Regions from separate parts of the Rattus norvegicus genome. Here region 2 is linked to region 1. A link is a contact called in public Hi-C data. All regions are on one chromosome and are shown on one strand. The core of a region is the stretch at or near the end of the contact, and the rest is flanking DNA. Distances in the headings are between cores, read along the strand shown. Region 1 holds the start of Cuedc2 (CUE domain containing 2). Region 2 overlaps Sufu (SUFU negative regulator of hedgehog signaling).

What was found. Hi-C and Micro-C count contacts between places; a contact is called where the count stands out from the background.
Region 2: a contact with region 1 is called in a Hi-C map of frontal cortex, with 1.8 times the contacts expected there. The contact joins the enhancer-like site here to the promoter of Cuedc2 in region 1. A contact is called at or near these places in 2 of 12 Hi-C or Micro-C datasets (frontal cortex and psoas muscle).

What each region holds. Positions count from the first base shown.
Region 1 is chr1:255,139,103-255,145,493 of GRCr8, reverse strand. Cuedc2 (CUE domain containing 2) reads left to right here and starts at 3,823. Exons shown (of 9, transcript NM_001079886.1): 1 at 3,823-4,367. It overlaps Mir146b (microRNA 146b), which reads right to left and starts at 634; the gene lies at 547-634. It also overlaps a transcript of C1h10orf95 not described here.
Region 2 is chr1:255,246,573-255,252,963 of GRCr8, reverse strand. All of the region lies in intron 3 of Sufu (SUFU negative regulator of hedgehog signaling), which reads right to left. Among named protein-coding and RNA genes, the nearest start is that of Sufu, 51 kb to the right of the region's middle. Within about 2 kb of position 2,818, at least 29 of the 93 cell types and tissues checked have an H3K27ac peak or open chromatin away from gene starts, as enhancers often do.

The DNA of each region.
Region 1 (6,391 bases), core at 2,574-5,073:
CAGCACACAGATGGAGGGCTGAGAGAGTGGAGCATGTCTGTAAACATTTGGGAGGTAGAGGCAGGAAGAGGTAGTTCAAGGTTATTCTTGGTTAGATAGGTACCCTGGGTGACGTAGATATTCTGCTTATGTAGGTATGCTGGGTTTTATAGGTATTCTAAGTTATATAGGTATCCTGTCTCAGAGCCTATACCCCCTCCCCCCCACACACACAAGGAGAGATTTGATTGGGAAGCCATTTAAGCCTTTGAGCAGAAGAGTATCCCCAAGTTAGTGTTATTAATAATGTTTGGACCCTGGAGGTGGTGGCTAATGCCTTTAATCCCAGCACTTGGGAGGCAAGGGAAGGCAGATCTGTGAGTCTAAGGCCAGCTTGGTCTACAAAGCAAGTTCCAGGACATCCAGAGCTACGCAGAGAAACCCCATCTCAAAGAACCAGAATTAAACAAGCAAACAAAAGGTTTGGCCAAAGAGTCTCCAGGAGCGCCTGCTGGACAGCTGTGAGAAAGAGCTATCTGGTTTCCTAAACCGTTGGTATCGATGGTGTAGCACAGCCAGGCACCAGAACTGAGTCCCTAGGGCATCTGCTAGAGTTCACAGCCTATGGAATTCAGTTCTCAGGGCCAGGTGGCCAAAGTTCTCTCAGCCTGGATGCTGCCCGCCCTTCAGAGCTCTCTTCTGTGGATGTCAAACATACATACACACGCACAGAGGGCATGTGAGATCAGATCTTTTTTTTTCAATTCCACCATGTGGGCTTCAGGGTGTCAAGTTTTGTGGTAAGTACCTTGAACCATCTCCTTGGTCCCCCTTCTATAAATGTTCTCCACACCCTAACATGGACATGTTGAGACTCAGTATAGCCCGAGAGCTCGGAATACTGCCCACTCTCTCTGGTGGGTGCTGAGCTTGGAGCTGAGAAATGGGATCCCACAGCTAGAAGACAAGAGCATGAAGGGAGGGGCACAGAGGTTGGCAGGGGCTGGGTGTTGCCTGCCCAGATGTGCTCTTGATGGGCCAAGTATAGGGGCTAGAGGGCTGAGGGACTGGGGAAAAAGCCAAAATTTGCACCTGATGACATATCTGCACATATCTGCAGTTGAAAAAGCTTCCTCGGCTGCGTGTGGGGTGGGGTGGGGTCTCCAAGACAGTAGCTTAGGAGTGTCAGCCCCTGGAAAGGCTCCCGATTGGACAGAGATCTTGAGTTGGGGATGGCTGAATGGGGAGGAAAACTTCCCTGAGCTGTGCTTCCATTTGCCGGAGAATTAAAGTGACAGCCAGGCACTGTCCCTGGAGAGGGACAGCAAAAGCAGCCACTCAGGAATCACCCTCCCCTGCTGAGTCCCGGGAGAGGAGCAGGACTTACCCACAAAGCCTCTTCTCTGGCATCCCTAGGGCTGGATCTGCAGTAAGCAATGTGGTGGACCAGAGCGCCTTAAATAGGCCCCCATGCTGCACGGCAGAGCCCCACCCACCCATGCAGGCTCTTCTGAGAAAGGAGGAAGGTGTGGGAGGACCGGGCATGCTGCCTGCTGCCCAGAGAGTCCTTTCTGACCTCAAGCCAGAGCTGGGGACACTCCCCCCACACCCGTTTTTCCAAGTGTCTCCTTCCTTATTTCAGTGCCTGATGAGTGCACTCCCAGACATGAGCCTTCTGGTTCTTTCGTTGTTTCTAATGCCGGGAACCTCTTGATGCTGAACTCAACCCCAATTCCAGCTTCTGAGACAGGGGCCTGGGGAATTATAAGTCAGAGTTATTTACAGCATAGGCTCCTAGTCTTTTTCAGTCGAGGATACCCTGCAGCCTACAAAAGTCACCTAAGGGAAGAGGAGAGAAGAGGCAAGCAACACTTGCCTTCCTTACAGGGGCTTGAAGCAGTACTCAGTGAAGTTGGCTCCCACCTTGGGGAAGGAGAGAAAATAAGAATTTAGGGGACCGGAAACCAGGAACTAAGGGCAAGGCCACATTAGCTGTGTATATCTAACAGATGGTTTTCTGGAGCAATGGTTCTCAACCTGTTGGTCGCAAACCCCTTGAGAATCAAAGGGCCCTTTCATTGGGGTCACCTAAGACCATCAGAAAACACAGACATTTACAATGTGATTCGTTTTTTTTTAGAGCTGAGGACGGAACCCAGGGCCTTGCGCTTGCTAGGCGAGTGTTCTACCACTGAGCTAAATCCCCAACCCCTACAATGTGATTCGTAACAATAAAAATTACACTCATGAAGTAGTAGTAAAAATAACTTTATGGTCGGGGGTAACCATAACACAAGGGACTGTATTAAAGGGCCTGAGCCTTTGGAAGGTTTAGGACCACCATTTTAGAGATTCATGGAAGTGCTACCTGACATTTTAGTCTGTAGCAGTTCCTTCCCTCTGCCCACATTCTGTTCTGAGGCCCCAGAACCTGACTCCAGCTGCACAGAGTTAGGTCTCCCCAGAGTCTGAGTTAGGAATAGAGAAGTTCCCCCTAGAAATCTTTGGCATTGTTATTCCCTGAGAGTTCAGGGTTATCTTTTCTGCTATCTAGCTACACCCAGTAGCAAACCATGCAAGAATGGGAGATGGGAGAGGAAGGGTAGAGCCTTGGGTATGCAGGGGTCTGGGTTAGAACAAGAGGCAGCTCTGCTGAGGAAACCTGTAGGTTCCGGGAATGGGGGTGGTAAGGAATAAACAGTCATCTGTATTGTGCAATGGGTAAAGGGGAGGGGGAAAGGGGACCCAGAAGGGAGAGCAGGCAGGAGCCTGGGGCTGATGGGGGAGACCATTGGTTCCTTTCCAGAGGCCTGCTTGGCAAGAGTTCAAAGTGGCTGTCACCTACCTCTTATTAACCCTCACAGCGCCAGTCTGGCAGCAACAGTACTTTTATGGGAGAAGCCAAGCCTGCCCCTCCCTCTCCTCCTTCCTTCTCCTTCTCAGCAGTCACCCACCCTGTTGGGGAGGAGGGAGCCTATGGTGAGGAGCAGTGTGGGGAAGCTGAGGTAGCAGGAAGAGAAAGCAGAAGCTGAGGACTTACTTACTGGGTCCTGGTGTATAGCTGCCCTGTCTCTTCTAGATTATTAGCCCTGCCAGCGTAGGCAAGAGGACACTGTGGCTGCAGAGGATCTGCAGGCTGTCTTGGACCCGGGTTCAGTTCTATCCTCACTTCAAGCATTTAATGTTCATCACCTGCTAAAGACCCTGTAAGCCACGTTAATCTTGGGAAGACATCTATAAGGGACAAAGGGGACACATAAGGTCCTGGAAGTGAGACCCCAAGAGCTGACTGGGTGGCAGGGCTTGAAGCCAGATCGAACACATGCTGGAATATGGGGGAGATCTTTAGATCTTGCAATAGGAGACACCACATCCAGTCGGTGACCCACAGAGATTGAAGAAGGACCGGAAAGACAAGGAAGAGGAAAGGGAAATCTATAGGATTTCCAGGTGGGGCTCCTGGTGACGAGGAAATAAGGCAGGGAAGGAAATCCTGGAATCTTTCAGGAATAAATGCCGAAATGTTCCGGACCTCTAGCGGACAATAAGGGAACAAGTCAGTCATGCCTCTCTACCCAAAACAAAAATGGCCGCCGGAGGAGCCGGTTCAAAACGCGGGTATATTTGAAAATGAGGAGAGAAACCCCGCCTTTGTACGGGCAAATTGCCCTCTTCAAAAATGGCCACCATGTCATCCTCCAGAAGGGAACTGCTCTGGCCCCGCCTTTGGTCTCCTTGTTGGGGCTAGGGGGTAAGAACTGCACCGCGCGGGACAAGTCGCCGGCGGCGCCTGACGGAGCAGGTGATTTCCCTTCCAGCCTTAGGAGAGTCTCAGAGAGCATTGACACAGGGTACCTACACTTCATGGTGTTCCCTTACAACACCCCCCCCCGGGGGGGGTGTCGGCCGGACCCCTTTCTCTAATTGTCTCCGTGGCCTGTATGGAGGAACATCTAGTTTGTTCAGGCCTATCTCGTCACGTGACTCACCCCCTTCCACTGGCGGCTGCTGCATCGCTGTCCTCCGGCAGCTATTGTGAAAGTTTTTGAGTGCCCTGCTAACGGTTATAAAAAGCTCTTGCTTCAAGGGTCGGCCGTCAAGGGGATCCTACTTTCTGTGCTTCACCTCCCGTGGTTTGTGCACTTGCCTAACTTTGAGTGGCCGGATCCCTTGTTCCTCACAATGGCTTTGGTACTAAGACCTGGCGTGGGAATCAAGGTGAAATAGTATTTGCTAAGTCCTTCATTACGCTTCATCGAGTCTTTACTAAAGGGCACGGAAGAAGTAGTGAAGACCTCTGGGCTAAGGACCCCTTTACTCCCTTAGCTTCTCAGGGCTCCTTCCCACATTGCTTCCCAGGAATTCTCCATCCACGTGGCCTGCTCTCAGTAAGTGCCTCTCCACTCTGAGGGAGTAGCATGATACTACATTCTCCAATCCAAGTTGCCCAGAGGATCCCTCTAGCCCTGCACCCTCGAATAGAGTGTCTGAAGGGTGCAGGCCGGTACCCACTCCTTTGGGAGGCTTTCAAGCCATCTTGGGCCAGTGGGGATGGTAGCTGAGTTAGCTGGCTGTAGAGAGGAAGTGATTTCTGAAGAATCGTGCTTGTAGAGGCACAGGGGGAAAGTTGTTCTGAACAGGGAGATGGGGCCGAACAAGCAAAGAATCTGATCTAGACAAGACTGATGGATGGCCAGGCAGGAGAGGCCACACCACTGGCATTGTGAGAGGTGGTGCAGTGTTTAACAGAGGCTTCTGGTGCCAGGCTTTCTTTCCCTGTGTGAATCTGCCATTAAACCTACCCTGTGACCTTAGGAAAGTTTCTCAAATTTCCAGTGCCTTCATTTCTGTTCAGGTAACAGGCAGAATAGAATTACCCACATTTTAAAGCTTGCTACAAGGATTAAGAAAGTTAATGCCGTGCTTTATATGCAGTCAGTAGATGCTGCTTTTCACCCTCATCAGAGATGTTTTCCCTACTATCTTTAGATGTATTTCATCAAATTATATGTATGTAATATGTATTATGTATATGTATTACTCCTTTGCTTGCATGTATGTCTGTGTACCACATGTATGCCTGGTACCCTTGGAGCTGAAAGAGAGTGTTGTATCCCCAGGGACTGGAATTCTGGACAGCTGTAAGCCGTGTGAGTGCTGGGAATCGAACTTAGGTCTAATGCACGAACAAGTGCTCTCAACTGTTGATCTGTCTCTCCAGCCCCCAACAGAGCTATTTTAGCAGAACTCCTGAAAGAATGGTTGTCACATTTCATAGGTTACCGCCAAACAGTAATCTCTGTTTGGGGTTCTCAAGAAGTAATGGGGTCCTATGGGCTATTATCTGGAATTTGAGAAGTCCCATGGAAATCCTGATTTTATTCCAGAACAAAAACAAGATGCCCAGGCTGACTCAGGAAGCCAGTTTAGTAGTTCAGGCCTTCCCCAGCTCAGGGGAGACAAACATTAGGAAGTGACCCCAAGCAGGAAGGACATGCCAGGGAAGCTGGGAGGAAAGAGAAGGGAGAGAAGGAAGGGAGATGTGGCAGATGCTAAAATCTGGGCCATGTTTGATCAGTCCAAGAACAAGAGGAGAGGCGATGGCCCCTTAGCAGAAAAGCCAGCCACAGAACCTTGACGGAAGAAGGCTTTTCCTTTGAAGACAGTTTGCAACTCCTACCCTTTGGTTAGAAATCCAGAGACACCCCATATATCCCTGGAGAAGCTTCCTCAGAAACTGGGCTTTCATGGGCAGCCAAGTTTCTTTTTCCCTGCAGAGGTTTCCAGGCCACTGTCAACAGTCAGGGTGTGAAGGTGGGGTAAGTGTCTGGAGGGGGTATGTTTTCAGGGGAGTTGCATGATGGGGCTAGAATGCCTGGGCAAAGGTGTTCTGCCCCTGCACTAAGGCTGCCCCATGGCTAAGGTCTGCCCCATGGCTAAGGGTCACAGTGTGGTCATCTCCTTGGGAGATGGGAGTTACTCAGTCCTCCTTCCCAAATGACTTGTTCTGTCACAGCTACATCCTTACATTCTGTGGGAATCTTGATATCCCTCATCCTCAGCGTTAACCCTAAATTGACTCTGGAGAGTTGCTGGGGAGTCCAGCCTTGGGCATCGCACATGCAGACCTTGTACTGCTGAGCTGCATCCCCTGAACTTAGATCTAACTGGGCAGTTCACTCAGGTAACTCTGGCTGCTCCATTAAACTCAGTGGGTTTCACTCATCATCTGTACAGACAGGAGTCATTGATTTTTTTTTTTTTCTTTTTTTCGGAGCTGGGAACCGAACCCAGGGCCTTGCGCTTGCTAGGCAAGCGCTCTACCACTGAGCTAAATCCCCAACCCCGAGTCATTGATTTTTGAGCGCCTAGTTCCCAAGGATGTTGAGGGCAGAGGGTTGGAGCAAGGTTC
Region 2 (6,391 bases), core at 1,569-4,068, 110 kb before region 1:
TAGGCAAGCGCTCTATCACTGAGCTAAATCCCCAACCCCGCACTGTGTTTTAAGATGAGAATTTTCATGTTATTTATATTCAAACACAACTTTAAAAAGACAACCTACAGAATGGAAAAATAGTGTCAAGCCAAAAACATGGTAAGTCCTCATAAAATATAAGCATATTGTACCCAGAATATATAGAACTCTTACAACTTAATGACACAAACAATTCAATTAAAATCAGGCAAAATATCCAAATAAATGTTTCTTCAAAGAAGATACAACAGCCAATTAGCTCATAAAAAGAGGCTCAATATATTTGAAGGGGAAATTAAAGTCAAAGCCATGAGGAGGTAACAGTGCTCTCTGTATGCAGCAGTAAAGTGGTTGAGAATTTAGAAGACAGAAAACACAGAGCAGTAAGCATGTGGACAGCCTGGGCTGGGGAGATGCTCAACCTGCTTGCTATGTAAGCCTGAAGACCAGTTCAACCGCTCAGAATCCAGGGAAAAAAAGGGAAAATCGCAGCCCTAAGGAGGAATCCAAGACCAAAACCAAGAAAGGGCTGGAGAGATGCTGCCGTGCTTAGTTAAGAGCACTGTTATTCGTGGGGAGGACCTAGGATTAGTTTCCAGTACTCAGACTGGAAAGTTTGAGAGCCAAAGTTTGATCCCCAGGACCCACAGAGTAGAAGGAAAGGACTGGTTCCTGAAGCGGTTCTCCCACTCCCCATGTGTACTGTGGCACATGTATACACACGTGTGTGTGCACACAAGCTCACACAACACTCACACTAAATGAATGTAACTTAAAAATGACACTAAATGAAAGGAGCTAGTGGATCACAGAAGACCACGTATTCTTGCCAGATGCCACTGCTATAGAGAACTGGGAGCAGTTGCAGGAGATGGAGAGGGAGCGGGCGGGGAAAGTTCTGCATGTGCGTTTCTTAGGGAGATGTTCCAGGCTCACTGAAATAATGGTTTCCAACTGTGAAGTATATATTATGTGAGTTATCAAAAGCTATTGTGAAAAAGAGGAGGAGGGAGAAAAAAGAAGAGGAAGAGGAGGAGACAAGAGGTGGAGGACAAGGAAGCGGAGGGCGTGATGATCCTGGAGTGGGGTAAAGTAGAGGAACCAAGCCCATCTTTACACCTCCCTGGCTCAGCAGCCAGCCTAGCGGAAACCAGCTCATACTGCTGGGACAGCATTTTACTATCCACAGTTGCAGAATCATGTGGCTGTCAGTGAGAGGGACGCTTCCCAATATTTGGCACTGCTACCAAGAGCTCTGCCTTATCTGTGTCCCTACATCATTATTATCTATTTTCCCCACAACACTAACACACTCCTTTCTCAAACAAGCTTAAAAAAATTTTTTTTTTCTCCATCCCCTGGAACAGGAGTTACAGATGGTTGTAAGCGCCATATTGGTGCTGGGAACCATACCTGGATCTTCTGCAAGAGCAGCAAGTGCTTATAACGGCTGAGCCAGCTCCTCAGCCCCTAAAGAAATCTAACTGTACTCAAACCTACTTTTTCTTCAGTGCTGGGATGAACATGACATACACATTAGGCATGTATTCTACCAAACATTCCCTCCACAACATGTATTTAAACAAACAAACAAACTTTAGGGGCTGGAGAGATGGCTCAGAGGTTAAGAGCTCTGACTGCTCTTCCAGAGTACTGAGTTCAATTCCCAGCAACCACATGGTGGCTCACAACCATCTGTAATGGGATCTGATGCCCTCTTCTGGTGTGTCTGAAGACAGCTACAGTGTATGCATATACATAAAATAAATAAATCTTTAAAAACAAAACACCTTTATACCATCATACTCATACTAAATACTGAAGAGTCATATTGTTCAGTTGTCATGGAGTAAAATCGGACAGCTTCAAAACAATACAAGGAAAACAACCCATTAGGTTCTAGCTGATACTGTTGCCAGATTATTGAAAACTGCGAATGAACACGTTCACAATGCTATACAAGTATTAGAAAGTCATATTAAACTCAGATAAAATCAACAGGGCTCAAAGAACTCTGGTGGCTCTAAGAGCAGAGCACAGTACTCTGGAGTTTGGAGGCCTTTGCCCCTTACTAGTTGTAACCTTAGGTTCAGTGCCCAATCCTAGGCCTCTGGTCTGTACTCAGTGTACTACTGCTATGTGCTGAAATACCACAGAGACACACGTGTAATTGCCAGAAAACAGGACAGCCACTGAGCCTGTAGTAACAGAAAGCACCCAGTAGGTGGCACCGTTGCTCCTGGTTTATGAAACAGATGGCTGGACCCTGCAGGCTTGTCCCAGGGCTCAGTTGTCTAGTGAGAGCCTCTATAAGACAGTAAAGACTTTAGATTGGACACAGGGAAAGGGTTGGGAAGGTTTAAAGCTATGACTTTCATCAACCATTATTGACTCCAATGTAAAAACAAATGGTTACCAACCCAAATGGTTAAATAAGAATAATCAAATAGCACTGTGTTCAGGCTTGATTTAGGAAGTAGTGAAGAGACCCTAAGCAAAAAGAGCCTCAGGCCAAGTTGCTGTTCTAGGGTCAACAGACACACCTTGCTCCAAGCATGTGTGTGGCCAAGGCTGCAGAAAGCATTACTGAATTAAGAGGAGTAAAAGAAAGCCTCACTTTGCAATAAATATTTAGAGAGCATGACACACTAACAGAACTTTCCAGAGAATGGCAGGGTCTGTAGTGGCCAAAAAATAGTCTTTCTTAACAATGAAAGAGGCTTGGTCACAGTTTTCAAGCTAAGGACAAAGCCACAAAGGGCTCATTCTTGAGTCCAGCCTGGTCTTTATGCCCTGAACACTTGGCCCTATTCTGTGGGAAGCCACCACAGGTCTCAGCGCTAGGCCCCAGCGCTGCCCCAGGAAGCTCTGGCCCTTCCGAGCCTTTTTCAAATGCTAATAAAGCCTTGGTTGGAGGCCCAGCTGTCCAGCCAGGGGCTAGAGGGGCTCCTTCCCTCTCTGGTTCCCTAAACCTCCTCACCAAGAGGGACTGGAAATCCCTGGGGTCAGGCCTGGCCTATAAAAGGCCATTCCTAGTAGGGGGCTGGGAAATGGCTTTTTATCCCTTCTCTCCTTCTTTCCTTCCTTCCTTCCTTCCTTCCTTCCTTCCTTCCTTCCTTCCTTCCTTCCTTCCTGTGAGCCCTCAGGTTACATGAAAGGCCACTGTCAGCCAGCAGAGTTCAGCCCTCTCTGAATGCTCAGTATTCAGGATATCAGAGAGCCTAAAGAAAGCCAGTTCCAGTCAGTGCCCTGCCCTGCTTGAAAGAACTCATGAGTCCACATGAACATTCCTCAGTAACTACTGCCTGGCAAACCCCTTAAAACCCTGTGCGCGTGTGTGGAGTGTGGATACCTACATGTTTGTGTGTATGTGTGTATATGTGTGTACATGCTTGCAAGCCTAGTGCTGAATGAGTGTTGACTCTGATGGACACCTCAAATTGGCCTTTCCCATCCCCACCTCCCCAGAGTCCAGCTTTAGTCACAGTGCTCTGAAGCCTGACTGATCAGGATATAATAGATTAGCAAAATCTAGGGAAATGGGTTTCAGGAAACAGGTATTGTTTGAAAGAGTGAATACATTCTCCAAGGGTTCCTAATTCATCCTAACCCCGTGTAGCATGATGGGCTGGCTGTCTGCGTTCTGTGTAATAGTATAGTCACACTGGTCTACAAGGAAAATAAGGCACAGCCCCCCCACCCCCAATTTGGCCCTTAGAACTAAAGTGCTTAGGGGGGAAGATAATGTTTTGGGGGGTTGTGTGGCTGAAGCAAGTGTTCCTTTCCAAGTACTGTTTTGAGTACCCTAGGATGGTGATCAGAGGCCTTCTAGGGACAGTCAGTGATAAGCAAGAAATACGACAGAGGGGCCAACAAGCTAGATGAACCTACAGGGTGGAGGAGAAACAACATCCTCCAAGTTCTCTGACCTCCATGTGCGTTCTCTCTCTCTCTCTCTCTCTCTCTCTCTCTCTCTCTCTCTCTCTCTCTCTCTCTCCCCTTACATGCGCTGCAGTCCAATAGGGGCAAACATATAGAGGTTGGGACAGGCAACAAGACTCTCCAGAGGTTGCTGTTTTAACCAGGTCTGGTTGAGGCAGTGAGGGAAACCAAGATCACACATCCCTGATTGGGCTCCCTAACTGTCCCCACTGCATCCCTCCTTAAGTTCACCCTGATTTGAAAGCTTGGGCATTTGCCTACTCTGCAGCCCTAAAACACCTATGCAATGCTAACTTCATTTGGGGAAGGGGTGCACCCAGCACTGACATTGAGGAGTACTATGCTGTGGCCCAGTGTCCTAAGACCCCTCTGCAGTCAGATCCACCTCCCCCTGACAGCACTTACCCATCAAAAGAGGGCAGCAGACTCCCTTCCTGCTGAGGAGGACCAGTCTTGTTCTTTCCCTCAAAGGGATCAAATATAGTTGTGAGTGAGCACTTCAGCAGGAGGAGCCTGCAGTGATTCTGCCTGAGACCAACCCCCCCCTCCCCCAAACACACACAGAACCCACTCCCCAAGCCACAGCAAGAGCTCTGTCCTACAGCAAGGCTCACTCAGAAACTGAGAAAGCAGCTGAATGTGAGGATGTGCACAGGAGCAAAATCAAAATATGTTCTGGGTAATTAATTCTTTTTAAACACTTGACCTTCTCCTAGGGGAGAGGAAAAGGTGTGACACTCTGGAGCGTTGACGCTTCAGTGGTACTAACTTGCATCCCAGCCTTTCTGCACATGTGCACACACGGCAGCCCTACAGCAGGGCTTCCAAACAGACTCTACCAGGGAAGGGCTGGGGTACAGCCATTCTTTAAGACGAGCAAACATACTACACATGCACAGATTTTCTATGTGCACAGTCAGTGGGCTCCTTTGCAGTTAGAAGACCAAGCCCTTCAGAGTTGAGCTGCTGTGGGTAGGAGCAGTTATGACATTCTTCCACCTGGTCAAGTGGTAAAAGAAAAAAATGTCCTCCTTCAACCCCACTGGCCTTTTGAAAATTCTGAAACTTGAAAAGTTCATTTGAGTGGGGTTCCTGACATTAATTTGGCTAAATGTGGCTGAAGACTCCAAAAAGAGAACCGACTATGCACATAACATATCATCCATCAGGAGGGAAGATGAAGGGAGGCCAAGCCTGCAACCCCAGCCATCCTGCAGCAGGATTTTTGAGATCCTTTTTCAAAAATAAAGAAAAGAAAAGCGAGAAGAAATACCCAGGGTGTTCCTTCTAGGTTTCACATGACATCAATAGGAGTTGGGAAAGATCAGAAATCTAACCACAAGAGATACAGAGCTGTACCCCTACAGATTGTCAAATACCTTTCAGTTGAGTGGGGCATGGTGGCCCACACCTTTAATCCAGGCACTTGGAAAGCGAGAGAGGCAGGTAGATCTTATGAGTTCCAGGCCAGCCTGCTCTACATAATGAGTTCCAGTCCAGTCAAGTTTATACGCTGAGACCCTGTCTCCAAAAACCAAACTAAAGCAGAAAAAAACCCTTCTCCCTCTCCACTTCCTTTCTCTTTAGGAAAGTCACAGTCACAGAGAGAGGACTGACTACACAGAAAACACCGTTCACAGTAAAGGAAGCTCAGTACACTGCAGTTATGTAGGCCTGTGCCCCAAATGAGTCTCCCGGGCTAGCAGAGACAGACTGTGGGTCCCTGAACTCCCTGTGAGCCAGGCACATGCACCTCATTCTCGCTGCTGCTACAGAGCTCAGATTCCTGTAGCCACAGCCCATGGCTATTCCTAGTAAAACTCTACTGATTTCACCCACCAGATGTTTAGCCTATGCCCTAAAAATACTAAAAATAAAAGCCCTAGGACTGGAGAGATGATATAGCTCAGTGGTTAAAAGCACTGGCTACTCTTCCAAAGGACCTAGGTTCAATTCCTAGCACCCACATTTGGAGGTTCACATCTGCCTATAACTTCAGGGATTCTATCCTCTAGGAGGATCCAACACCCTTACCCATCCACATACATAATTAAAAATAAAATCTAAAAACAAAAAGTAATAATGCTGTGCTATGCTAGGCGTGGTAGCACACATTTTTAACTGCAGCAGTCAGGAAGTTCAAACAAGAGGATCATGAGTTGGGGTACATCCTGGGCTACATAGTTTCAGATCAGCCATGGCTATACAGAGACCTGTCAAAATAAAGCAAGATAAATAAAAACCCAGAAAGTCAAATGGCCTCTGGGTCATTCATCTAAGTACCCAAATGAGCCAAGTCCATATACAAATTGTGTGACTCACAGGAGCTCTACCAGGGCAGTTTCTGAGCCGATGGATTTACTCACTGCCTCCTAAGGCCTATCATGTTAGGAAAAAATGTTTGGGCCCTGATGAGTAGCTAAGAGTT